Regions from separate parts of the Macaca mulatta genome. Here region 1 is linked to region 2. Evidence: chromatin contacts called from public Hi-C data. All regions are on one chromosome and are shown on one strand. Each heading gives the region's core, a stretch centred on a gene start, on an enhancer-like site or on the middle of the called end of the contact. The rest is flanking DNA. Distances are from core to core; before and after follow the strand shown. Region 1 holds the start of CORO1C (coronin 1C). Region 2 holds the start of ISCU (iron-sulfur cluster assembly enzyme).

The links. Hi-C and Micro-C count contacts between places; a contact is called where the count stands out from the background.
Region 1: a contact with region 2 is called in a Hi-C map of liver, with 2.8 times the contacts expected there. The contact joins the promoter of CORO1C here to the promoter of ISCU in region 2. A contact is called at or near these places in 2 of 14 Hi-C or Micro-C datasets (fetal cortex germinal zone and liver).

What each region holds. Positions count from the first base shown.
Region 1 is chr11:115,864,718-115,870,775 of T2T-MMU8v2.0, forward strand. It overlaps CORO1C (coronin 1C), which reads right to left and starts at 4,238. Exons shown (of 11, transcript NM_001265934.1): 1 at 4,141-4,238. LOC144333026 (a long non-coding RNA gene) reads left to right here. Exons shown (of 2, transcript XR_013401332.1): 2 at 1-1,917.
Region 2 is chr11:115,686,757-115,692,472 of T2T-MMU8v2.0, forward strand. It overlaps ISCU (iron-sulfur cluster assembly enzyme), which reads left to right and starts at 4,279. Exons shown (of 5, transcript NM_001261474.1): 1 at 4,279-4,445. The coding sequence starts at 4,332. It overlaps SART3 (spliceosome associated factor 3, U4/U6 recycling protein), which reads right to left and starts at 2,910. Exons shown (of 19, transcript NM_001257555.1): 1 at 2,588-2,910. The coding sequence starts at 2,899. LOC144333019 (a long non-coding RNA gene) reads left to right here. Exons shown (of 2, transcript XR_013401325.1): 2 at 1,281-2,913.

The DNA.
Region 1 (6,058 bases), core at 2,988-5,487, 180 kb after region 2:
ATGATCCATGTAGCAAAGGACAAGTGGCATTCTAGAAGTAGAAAGGGGATGACGTAATAAGTTCATCACAAGATTTGAAAGCTGGGATGTTTCAGGGAGTGACACTGGAGATGAAGACACAGGAAAGGGAATAGTGAGACATAAAGCAGGCTGAAATCGTGCCCACCTTACTCCACACCTCATTAAGAAGTCTGAACTTTATTCTGTGGGTAAAGGTGAGGTCGCCAGAGGATTTAAACAGGTGAATGGCATGTTCCCTGATGAATTCTTTTTGATCTACAGCATATCTTAAAATAAATTAATTCAAACATTTCCCCAGTCCTTTCACATTTTTGGGTTTTAATTTACATAACCAAAATATTGATGAGGGTGTGGTTTAAGGTCTAATTTCTAACTAGTAAGACCCCACTATGCATAAATTGGAAATCATCAACATTTAAAATGTTTGTTCCTAAAAAGGGACACCATCAAGAAAATGAAAGACATGTCAGAATGCAAGAAAATTTTTGCAAATCATACAGCTGATAAGGCACTTGAATCTAGAATACATGAACTGTTATAACACCAATAAAAAGACAACCTATTAAAAAAACGGGCATTTGAATAGACATTTCTCCAAAGATTACATATACTAATCACATGAAAAGACGCTCAACATCCTTAGCCACGAGCAAAACATAGATGGCTAGAATCAAAAAGTCAGAGAGTAACAAGTGTTGGCAAGAATGTGGAGAATTTAGAACCTTCATACACTCTTGGTGAATACTGTAAAATGGTACAGCTGCTTTGGAGAATTCTGGCCGTTCCTCCAATAGTTAAATATAGAGTTACCATACAACCCATCGATTACATTCCTAGGTAAATACTCAGGAGAAATGAAAATATATGTTCACAGCGTTATTTATAATAGCCAAAAAGGGAAAACACCCAAATGTTCATCAACTGATGAATGGATAAACAAAACATGGCATATTCATACAATGGAATATTATTTGACCATTAAAAAAAAGAATGAAGTACTATACAATAAATACTACCACATATTTAAACCTTGAAAATATGCTAAATAAGGGCAAGACACAAAAGACTACATATTGTATGATTCCATTTATATGAAACGTCCAAAATAGGCAAATCCATAGAGAAAGTAGATTAGTGGTTGCCCAGGGCTGGGGAGGGAAGGAACTGGTGAGGGAGGACTTCTAAGGGGTATGGGGTTTCTTTTTGGGGGTGATGAAAATGTTCTAAAATTGATTGTGGTGACAGCTGCACAACTCTGTGAATATACCAAAAACCACAGAACTGTACACTTTAAATGGGTGAACTGTACGGTATGTCTCAATGAAGCTGTTACAAAACAAAAAAAGTTCCATTCTGCACTCTAGAAATACAAAGTGCTCAGAAAGGAATACAGAATCTTGTTCACTCACTTTAAAGGATCTGAACTAGGGCAAAGAAAACCCAGAGAGATTCTATTACTTAACATTCTAGGTACTAGGTCATACTGAAATATTCATGAAGAATTCTACGTTTTAATACCGAAAACGTATCTTAAGTTTAAAAAGGTATACGTGTCAGAAAAGAGTTTTCATAATTCAAGGAGACGGTAACACAGAGAAGTCATAAATGGAAAACAAGCTTAAGAGGTTTTATCACATGGATTTGTACCTTGAAAATGCAAGTAGCTCTCAAATTTATTATTGCTCCACCCCTGAAAAGAGGTCAAAGGTAAAACAGCCCAATTAATAGTATGTTTCTAAAGTACCAGTTTGTGACAAATCAAAATGAGAAATTAGTATTTTGCCATCATAAAGAAGAGACTCGTCGACATACCCACTTATATAACTAAGAATTGATATTTATCCTTTTGAACATTCCATCTCATAGGCATTAGAGTGACTCTCCTCCTCACGGCTGGAGTGGATCCCAGAAGTGACAGTAAGTTAAACATAAAACTTTTATCAAAAAACCCAACAGTGTTTAAAAAAATGCTATTCACTGACACTGAATCTAATCCTAAACTATACATAAACAAACATAAATGCTGATTAGCACAATCTGCAGGCAAAGTAACAAAGGATCACGAAAAATTCAATATTGTGTGCAGTGATGTTTCATCGATATGTATCTATTAAAATTCATCAGGCTTTAATGTAACTTTCACAAATAATCAAAATAAATATGGACAAGATAGGTTCTGTATTTGTCAAAAACGTGTGTTCCTGACGTTTATACCAAATCTTTGTTCGATCCTCAGTACACACGACTACCCTCCACCACAAAACGCTGCACTTCAAGACCTAAGGTACAACACAATTCTCAGTTTTATTTCACTTTTTTCCCTACTTATTTACGCGACTTCTCAGATCCAATGTTTGCTATTATGCTTCATAGCCAAACATTATGACTGTGAAACATACCTCCAAACCAAAAATATTAGTTTCCTTAAATCATCTGAAATGTATAGAACCAAGTCCAAAATAGATTTTGCACATTTCTTCAGTTTTACAGGGAATGCAGAAAGTGAATTAATATTAAACAGATATCTATTTGCCTTCACAACTGAACAGACGGTACAAAGCAACTGCTTATACTTAATCATGTTTCTGTCTATTCCAGCAGGCCCTGGTGTCAGGAGAACGTTCTGCCAGATAAGGACAATGAGATGCATTATTATATAGAGTGACTAAGAGCCCTACAAGTACTGTTTTAGAATGTAATTCCAGGCAGAAAGGCTGCGGTAAGAGGGCCTAATATTTTGTGATAACTATTTCCAAGAGTAAATATATTCGCCACCCAAGACCAGTTTATTAAACGCACACTACATTCAATTCTTTTCAAATGTCTTATAGGAGGGAAAAGCCTTTGTATCTTACTATGCCGGGGGAAATGAACAACTTGCAATTTGCTTCGCACTCTGAATCCCACGTTTGCAACATTTAGAGCAAGCACTTCAGACACCACAAAACAAGGGCAGCCTACATTACGGCCAAATATAGGATGTGTTTCTAAACCGTGATGCAGTAAAGCCTACGATTCCTTTTCCAGCGTTCAAAATTCTTTGAACACTCCCAAAAAAGGATGGCAGGGCCAGCGCCTCCCTCCAAGAGGAAGCCCCTTTCTTCTCGGCTCTCACCGCAGCCTGCCACTTCCCCCCACACATTCAAATCATTTGAGAGACGGAGAGCTGGGGAGCGTGCGCCGGTGGGGACAGGCGGGAGAGCTCGGTTTCTGCATTCCCACCCTCCACGTCTGACCTCATCCTCAATCATTTCGGCGCAGCGGGGCCCCACCTGCACCTCGCTCCCTTTTACTGCGTCCCTCGCCAGCTGCCCCGCTATTAGGGGAACACACCTCTGAATCACCCAGTTCACTCGGACGACAGTCTTCCGGCTTCGTTCCTCCCCTCCCAACCCCCAGCCAGTCCCAGCCCTCTGCTCCCTTGGCCAGGCTCAGCCTCTACCCAAGCCGCCCCCACCCACATTACTCCAGCTCCAGCCCTGCCCCGCCCTGCCTGACCCCCAACCGAGATCTGCAGGGCCCAGAGCTGGCCTCGCACCCAAAGCCAGGAAACCCGCAGGCCAGGCGGCCACCCTCGCCCCTCCCGACGCAGGGCCCAGCTCGCCTTGGCCCCACGTGAGCCCAGCCCCTGCCCGCCCCCACCCACTCGCTCCCTGGGGCGGCCCAAACCCAGTCCCCAGGCCTGAAGCCCCAGGGCTCTGCGCCTCGCCCGGAGCAGCCCTTCCCTCCCAGCACCTCTCCCGAGCAGGCGATCCCTGACCCCTAAAAGCCTTCCCTGGGCAGCCGCGTCCCACCTCGGCCGGCGGCTCCGCACCCGGCTAGGAGCGTTCCGGACCTCGAAAGCCTCCTCCCCACAGGGACCCTGCTTCACGCTTCCCACGCCACCTGGTTCGGTCCCCAACTCCGTTTCCCCGAGCCCCCGACAGCAGCCCCCAGCCTAACCCCTTGCACCCCAGCCCGTGAACCCGCGCCCCGCACGCCCACCCAGCCCTGTCCCCTCCACCCAGCCCTGCCCCTCGCCCCGCCGGCTCCTGTCAGCCCGCGCAGGCACAGGCTCAGAGGACAGGTCCGCCCGCCCGACTCGCTCTCAGGCTGCCCCGTCGGGCGCGCGCCGCTCACCCGGGCCGAGGTGCCTGAGGCGCCGCCGCCGAAGTCCCTGCTGCAAAGCAGGGCGAAGCCTCCAACCGCTGCCGCCTCCCGCCTGGCACTGAGCGCTGTGAGGGGGAGGGGCGCGGGCAGCCGCCCCCGCCCCCGCCACCGCGTGTAGGCCCCGCCCCCGCACCGCGCGGGGCCCAACCAGGGCTGCCGGGCTGCGGCACGCCACGCCCATTTCCGGGAGGGGAAGCCCGCTTCCCACCCCACGTTCCACGCCTTGCTACGCCCCCTCTGGTCGTGCCGAGGGATGCAGACGGTGCCCAAGCGCACGCCCAGCTCTCCAGTCATCTGAGTGGCCAGAGGGCCACGCCCACAGGCGCCTCTGAGCCACGCCCACTGCTCCTTAGACCCCGGAGCCGGGTTGTTAGAGCCCCGCTCACTGACCCGCTAGGCTCTGCGAGGCCACGTCCCCTAGCTCCTCAAAGATTCCCCCAGAATCCCTTAATACAGGAACATTAGCTCTTCTGAGCCCCGCGCACTGCCTATCCAAGTCCTTAAAGCAGCCTCCTGGTTCCCTAAGCCCGGCTGCCCTCCCACTGCTTCAGAACTCGCCCAGCAGCCTCACAAAGCCCCGCCCCGTCTTCCAGAAGCCCCGCCCAAGGACTGCAACCCTATTCCTAGCATCTCAAGCCCCGCCCACTGCCCGATCTCAACGTTTAAACCTCAAGCCCCGCCCCGAATTCGCGAATCCACGCCTCTGGCCCCCGAGGCTCCGCCCTGGCTCCGTCACACACTCCCACCACCTCCCCTGAGGACTGCCGAAGTTCCAGCCCTCCCTGAACCGTCCATTGTCACATTCCTAGTGCAGGGTGTCCGCCCCTGGGCTGGGCCACACCCACGTAACACCAAAGAGGGCCCGTGATTGACCCCATTTCGCAGGTGAGGGAATGGAAACTTCAGGGTTCCTCCCTTCCTTTCCCTGGCCGGAGTCCCTTAATAACTCGGCGGCCCGGGCCTGAAAGTCGGAGCACAGGAATTTGAGCCTCAGCTCTGCTGCCGTCAGACTGTGTGACCTGGGATAGTTCTCTTACCTCTCTGGGCCAGAGTTCCCTAATCTTTAGCATGAAGAAATTGTCCTGTTAATAGCCAAAATCCGTTTCTGAAATACTAAGCTCTGAAATACCGAGATTTGAGAAAACAGAGCCTGGGGAACCGAATTGACTGAGGGGTAGGGCTACTTGTTTCCCAAACAAGACATCTTTGCCATTCACAGGGGGATTTTTTTTATTTTAAGCGTCGGCCTCAGAAACGTGTGTTATTTAAATCAGGCTCGACCTGAACTAAGACAGCTATCACAGCAAATTCTCTCTTAGGGTCAGTTTCTTTATCTGTAAAATGGGGATAATAACAGCCCCTCCCTCACAGGGTTCCATGAGAGCATATTAGCAGCCATGATCATGGCATTACTTTTTGCCATTAAAAGGAATGGCAAAAACCGCGATTACTTTTACACCAGGATAATAGTAATAGGCTTAGAAGGGTTCCTGGCTTGTAATAAACCCTCGACAGTCCCTGTTGCTGCTACTGCTGGGACTCAAGAAAATGAAAGGTTGGGTTTTATTTTGCCTTCAAGCAGCCACTCCTAATAAGAGGAATTCAGCACTCTTCCTGCAGCAAGATTTGCCACTCACTTTATTTAAATGAGATAAACGTGATAAAACACCTACTGCAGTGCCTGCCATATGGTGCGGTTCAAAAACAATTCACTTGTTTTTGTTTGTTTGAGACAGACCCTTGCTCTGTCGCTCAGGCTGGAGTGCAGTGGGGCGGTCCACGGCTCACTGCAGCATGGACCTCCCTGGCTCAAGCAATCCTCCCACCTCAGCCTCCCACGTAGCTGAGACTACAGGCACGTGCCACCATGCCCAGTGAAATTTTTAAC
Region 2 (5,716 bases), core at 3,029-5,528:
GAGAACTTTGGGACACTGAGGCAGGAGGATGACTTGAGCTCAGGAATTCAACATCTACCTGGGCAACATAGTAAGAACCCATCTCTACAAAAATAAATTTTAATTAGCCAGGCGTGGGGGCTCATGCCTGTAGTCCGAGCTACTTTGAAGGATGAGCTGGGAGGATCACTTGAGCCTGGGAGGTCCCAGCTGCAGTGAGCCATGATCACGCCACTACTCCAGCCTGGGCAAGAGTGAGACGCTCTCTCAGAAACACTCAGGTATGAGAACCAGAACTTTCAAATATGGCGAGGCCAAGTTTCTCCCAGACCTATTTGGAAGCGATTCATCATGATGCTCTACCATAAGAGCAGCTACGGCAGGAAGCAGCAGCTGTGGGACCAGGTGAGGTGGGTGGGAGGCTTGGAGAAATTGGAAAAGTCCATTTCTAGACCCCAGGACAGAGAGCATAAGGCCAGAGGGTCTTCAATTCATCACTTGCCAGGTCCCATCCTGTGTGGTCACATTCTAAACTCCATTCCACCCTTGGTGATTTGTGGCAGGACAGGCAACTGCAGAGTACTAGTGGCCAGGAGACCTCTGCTCTCCCCTTTCTTGCTCCTTAGCAAGCTGTGTACCCTCATCAAGGACTTAACCTCTCTGGTCCCAAACCTCTCTTTCCCCCACGTCACAGAATAGGCTCATCGAAAGGCCCAGGACTAGCAGTCTGAAGAAATGATATCAACAAGGGCAGGGACACAGTCAATCTGGTACGCAGTGTCACGCTGTACTTGCTGAATAAGACTAAATTAGCTTCAGTACACTTATTTATAAAAAGTGGAAATGGTAACTACCTGCCAACCCCAACTGGTTCCTCTGTCAATCAAATGTAATGGGTGGGACAAGCTATACCAATGGATGACATCACTATCTCATAATGTAACAAAAATATCAGTGCCAGAGGGAGTATTATAAGGAAACTGACACTCAGCAACGTTTAATGAGTAACCTAGATTAGCAACTTCACATTCCCTGAGTGATTTCACATCCAGTGTGGCATCTAGTCCACATTTTCAGTGTAAATCCCACTATGAACGACTTAAAGCAAATCATTTCATCATTTGTTCTGAACCTCTGTTTCTTCATCTGTAAAAAGAGAATGTGGGCCGGGCGTAGTGGCTCAGGCCTGTAACCCCAGCACTATGGGAGGCCAAGGTGCGTGGATCCCCTGAGGTCAGGAATTCAAGAGAAGCCCGGCCAACATGGTGAAACTCCATCTCTACTAAAAATACAGAAATTAGCCGGGCGCAATGGGGCATGCCTGGATCCCAGCTACTGGGAAGGCTGAGGCAGAAGAATCGCTTCAACCAGGGAGGCAGAGTTTGCAGTGAGACGAGATGGTGCCACTGCACTCCAGCCTGGATGACGGGGCGAGACTCTTGTCTCAAAAAAAAAAAAGAGAATGTGCTCCATCTCTTCTGTTTGCCCCCTCCAAACACACCCTACCCTCTCCTCCCTGCCCTGTGTCCCCGAGTATAGACCCCATATACAGGTTTTCTGGCTCTTCAGCTTCCAGATGGGTCTGCCCAGCAGAAGGCACCAGCAGGGGAAGTTTGGTGGAAGGAAGAAAGGGAGGTCAAGGTATTTCTTCCCCCACCCCAATCCTTGACAGGAAACTGGGGCTGCATCCCTTGAACAAAGTTATCAGCAGGTCTCAGGTGCCCTCTCTACACAACTCAGATCATTCCCTTCACCCCTTCAGGCCCAAAGATGGACACCAGGTTCTGGAGTTACTAGCCATGGGATACTAAACCTTCACTCCTGATTTCCCTACCCACACCCTTACTTTCTCTCAGATCATCCTAATCTAAATGTGCCACCTATTTCCTGCTGAGATCCTGGATTATACAGTAGATATCACCACCTCGTAAGGTTACAAACGAAAGACCATGTTATGACTAGATGCTAGGCACTGGACTATAGATACTGTTACAACAATTATATTATGCAGACATTGTTGCTCCCAATCTGCAGATGAGGAAGCCGAGAGGATCAGAGAAATTAAGAAATTCTCACAAGGACATACAAGGGTGGAACAGCTAGAACTGAGGCCTTAACCTCCAGAACCAGCAAACCTTTCCATTTCTATTATCACCATCGCGGTCAATATTTTTCCTACCACAAGTTTCATCACCGCCGTCATTCCTACACAACAAAGTAACAGTCTCTTGTGAACGAGTGTATTTCTACTGTTGGACGTGTGGCTACGAGGGGGAGTTCTGGAATGGGATCAAAGTACGAGGCCTGACTTGCAGGAAGTATTATCTTGAGCAAGAGACTTTCCTCCACGAACCTCAGTTTCCTCCAATAAAATGGGGATAGATAACAGGGCTTCCTTCACAGGGTGGTGAGGAGGATTCAATGGGATAACATTTGCAAAGCACCGGGCACGCAGTAAGCACTCAAATGACAGGAGCTACGGTCATGAAAAAGGGGTTTGCAGCCTTGGCGGCTTTATGGCCGCCGAGGACTAGGGAGGCGGGCCAGGACACGGGGACCTGAGGACCTGAAAGACTGGAAGGTGCCCGCTGCCCACCCCCGGGCCCACCTGCTCCTCCAGTCTCTCAATCTCCAGCTGGTTCTTCTCCTCCTCTTCGTCATATTCCCACTCGTACTCCCCGGGGGAGCTCTCCGCGGAGGAAGCCATGGCGTACTCATCCCCATCGCTCTCGCTCACGCCTTCCTCCTGCTGATCCCACCCTGGCCCCACGGTCTTGTATGTCGCAGCGGCCACAGCCCGCGATAACACCTTCCTTCTTGTCCTCGCCGCCTTAACCTCATCCTCCTCTCCGTCAGCCTTGGGCCCAGCCTTGGACTCAGCCTCAGGTTCTGAAGCCGAGGTTGCGGCCGCAGTCGCCATCTTGCGCTTCTAATGACTCTCGGGTCTTCCCGCGGCCGCCAAAGACCCGCTGAGGCAGAAGCTGCCCGCGGCGCGCGCCTTATCAAAAGCCCGTTTTCTTGACACTGAAAGGGAAACTGGGAACCTTAGATAACGAGAAAATCTCCAAATACACTAAATTCATTTTATTTTATACCCCTGTAAAAACTCCCACCAGAGAAAAAACTCATTATCATGGCATACGTTCCGTCACAACTTCGGACAGAAGTTGGGTCTTTGGGCAGGAAGTGGAGGCCATAGAGGAAGTCATGGAGCGAGCGTGGTGTCTGTAGTAAAGAATTTGGCGCCATCTTGAGAAGGTCAAAGTGATTCTTAGAAAAAATACCTTACTTATCGCCTAGCGTGACCTGGCGCTTGGGTTTAGTCTCCCCAGCAACTGCACCTCAAACGCAAAGAAAACTGCAGGTCCTCGGGGAAGGATCGATTTCACCATTCAAGAGAAAAATCCATTTCCCAAAGAAATTCTTCCCCTTTATGTAAACATCTGGTACCTAGGAGGCGTTAAATACACTTGAGTTTTCCGGTTTTATAAGCTCACATACTGCAAACCAACAGTAAATACGCATTTCTTTAGAAATTCTTAATTGCTAGGCACCGACATATAAATTGAATTTGCTGTTGTTTTAGAGAGAAAAATAGACATATACTCATTTTTTTTCAATCAGGACATGGTGTTCGTTTCCTTCTTAAGCTTCCCATTGTTGAGGTAGGCAAGTACTGGAGTGTGTCTCTATCTCTACCTTGCTCCCTCATTAGCAAGCTTAATAGGCAGGAATTACGTCTGTTTTGCTTTCTGTTGGATCCCCGGGTCTAGTAGAGTGCCTTGACACATAGTAGGTACTCGACACAGATGCTGGCTTCATGATGAAGGAATTGTCCTCGAATTAATACAAAAGGGAAGATTCAGACTTAGCAAGCCGGTACCATTTGTCTAGGGACACACAGCCAGGAAGGAACCGAACCAGGATTCTAACCCAGGACTACCCAAGTTCGAATTCTAATTGAACCTAAGCCCTAAGCGACCTTGGACGGAGTGACCAAACTGCCCTGAATCTCAGCTTCCTTAGCTGCAAAATAGGGTTAGGAAAAGTGGACTCAGTGGTCCTCTGCGCCGCATTCCCACACTGCAGAAGCCTGAGATCCTCTCTCAACCAGAATCCAGCACCCAGGACAAGCCCTCTAGCGACTTCAGACCTTCCCGCTCCCGACCCCGCCCGCCCCCGAGAGGCGTGGTCAAGGCGGGGCCACAGGGCGGAGGCTTGCACGGAACGGTAAGGCGCAGGCGCAAAGCCTCGGTGACGCCAGAGAGGCGCGCTCCCAGCTCGGCGCCGACTCGCAGACGCGCCCCGCCCCTCGGCATCGCTCTGGACTGGCGCAGGCGCAAGCCGGCAAGATGGCGGCAGCTGGAGCTGGCCGTCTGAGGCGGGCAGCGTCGGCTCTGCTGCTCCGGAGCCCCCGCCTGCCCGCCCGGGAGCTATCGGCCCCGGCCCGACTCTATCACAAGAAGGTAGGGACAAACGAGGGGACACGCGGAATGCCGACTCGGGGGAGGCCTGGGCTGGAGCGGCGGCCGCGGGGTTCTACGCAGCCAGGACTAGCTGTCGCCTCCCACGTCTTTCCCCTGACTCACTTTCCCTTGCTACGCAGTGAGGCTCACTGCAACTGATAAACAACAGTTACCGCTTATCGGGCTGCGACTTCCAGGGGGCCCCGCCGCTGGCCGCGACTTCGTGCGTCCCAACTTTAAATTCGCCAACAGCCCAGGAGGCAGGGTCCTGTTGGGACTTGTCTTTTACAGTCCATTGACAGACACACCCCCGGAGCGGGCTCCGGCTTCAGCCACGCTGCTGCCCTGGCCAGATGACCTTGCGCTAGTCACTGCGCCTCTCTGAACTTGTTTCCCCAGGTGTAAATGAGGACTCTCAGCTGTCTCTTACAAAGGATACTGTGCATGGAGTCCTGTCATGGTTCCTGGCACATAGGCCCCAGCACGAGGAGACCGTTTTTGTTACTGCTTTAGGAGTGCATAGGGGAGTCAGACTTGTAACCAACATGCGTAGTGTTTTTGTTTTGTTTTGGGGGTTTTTTTGGCGGGGAAGGAGGGATAGATGCATAGTTTGCAGCCCCTTGCTGTCTGGTGACGCAAAGTCCCCCAGACGTGAGACTGCCACTCTAGAAACAGAATAAATCAACGTGGCACAAAAAGTCCCTCCGTTAGATACTATCCTATAGGGGCCTTTACTTGGAGTCAAAATCCTTAGATGGGGAGGAAAAGGGGACTGGAAGATCGGGGTGCTTACTACTAACCAGTAACCACATTAAGGCCTTCTGTGTGCCAGTTCGAATAGATGTTGATTCTGATCTGGCCTCTGCCCTTTCTCCAAGGGCTTCTTCACTCCTCCCCCTCCCGGCGGTGTGTTTCGTTGAGGGTACACCCCGAGGAAACTTGGACTAGCAGCCTTTCAGCAGCCAGGGTGCGCTGCTGCACCAGGGTGATGACAGGCTCTGAAATACGGTAATGGCACTGTTTTTATTTTGAAAGACACATAAACGTACACATTCCATAGCATTGTTCTCTGTGTAACAGTCACCTTAAGGCTTCTAAAAGTTTTCCCTTCCTGGGCCATAGTTATTTTTAGAATTTTTAAATAGTAATCATCCTTTGAGGATAGTTTTTATTTGAAAATAACAAAACTGCTGTTTGAGCCCAAGTCTGGTGATGTAGGTGGGTAAAAGTCAAGTATTTTTGTAAAAACCCTATGGAATTAAGACATGATT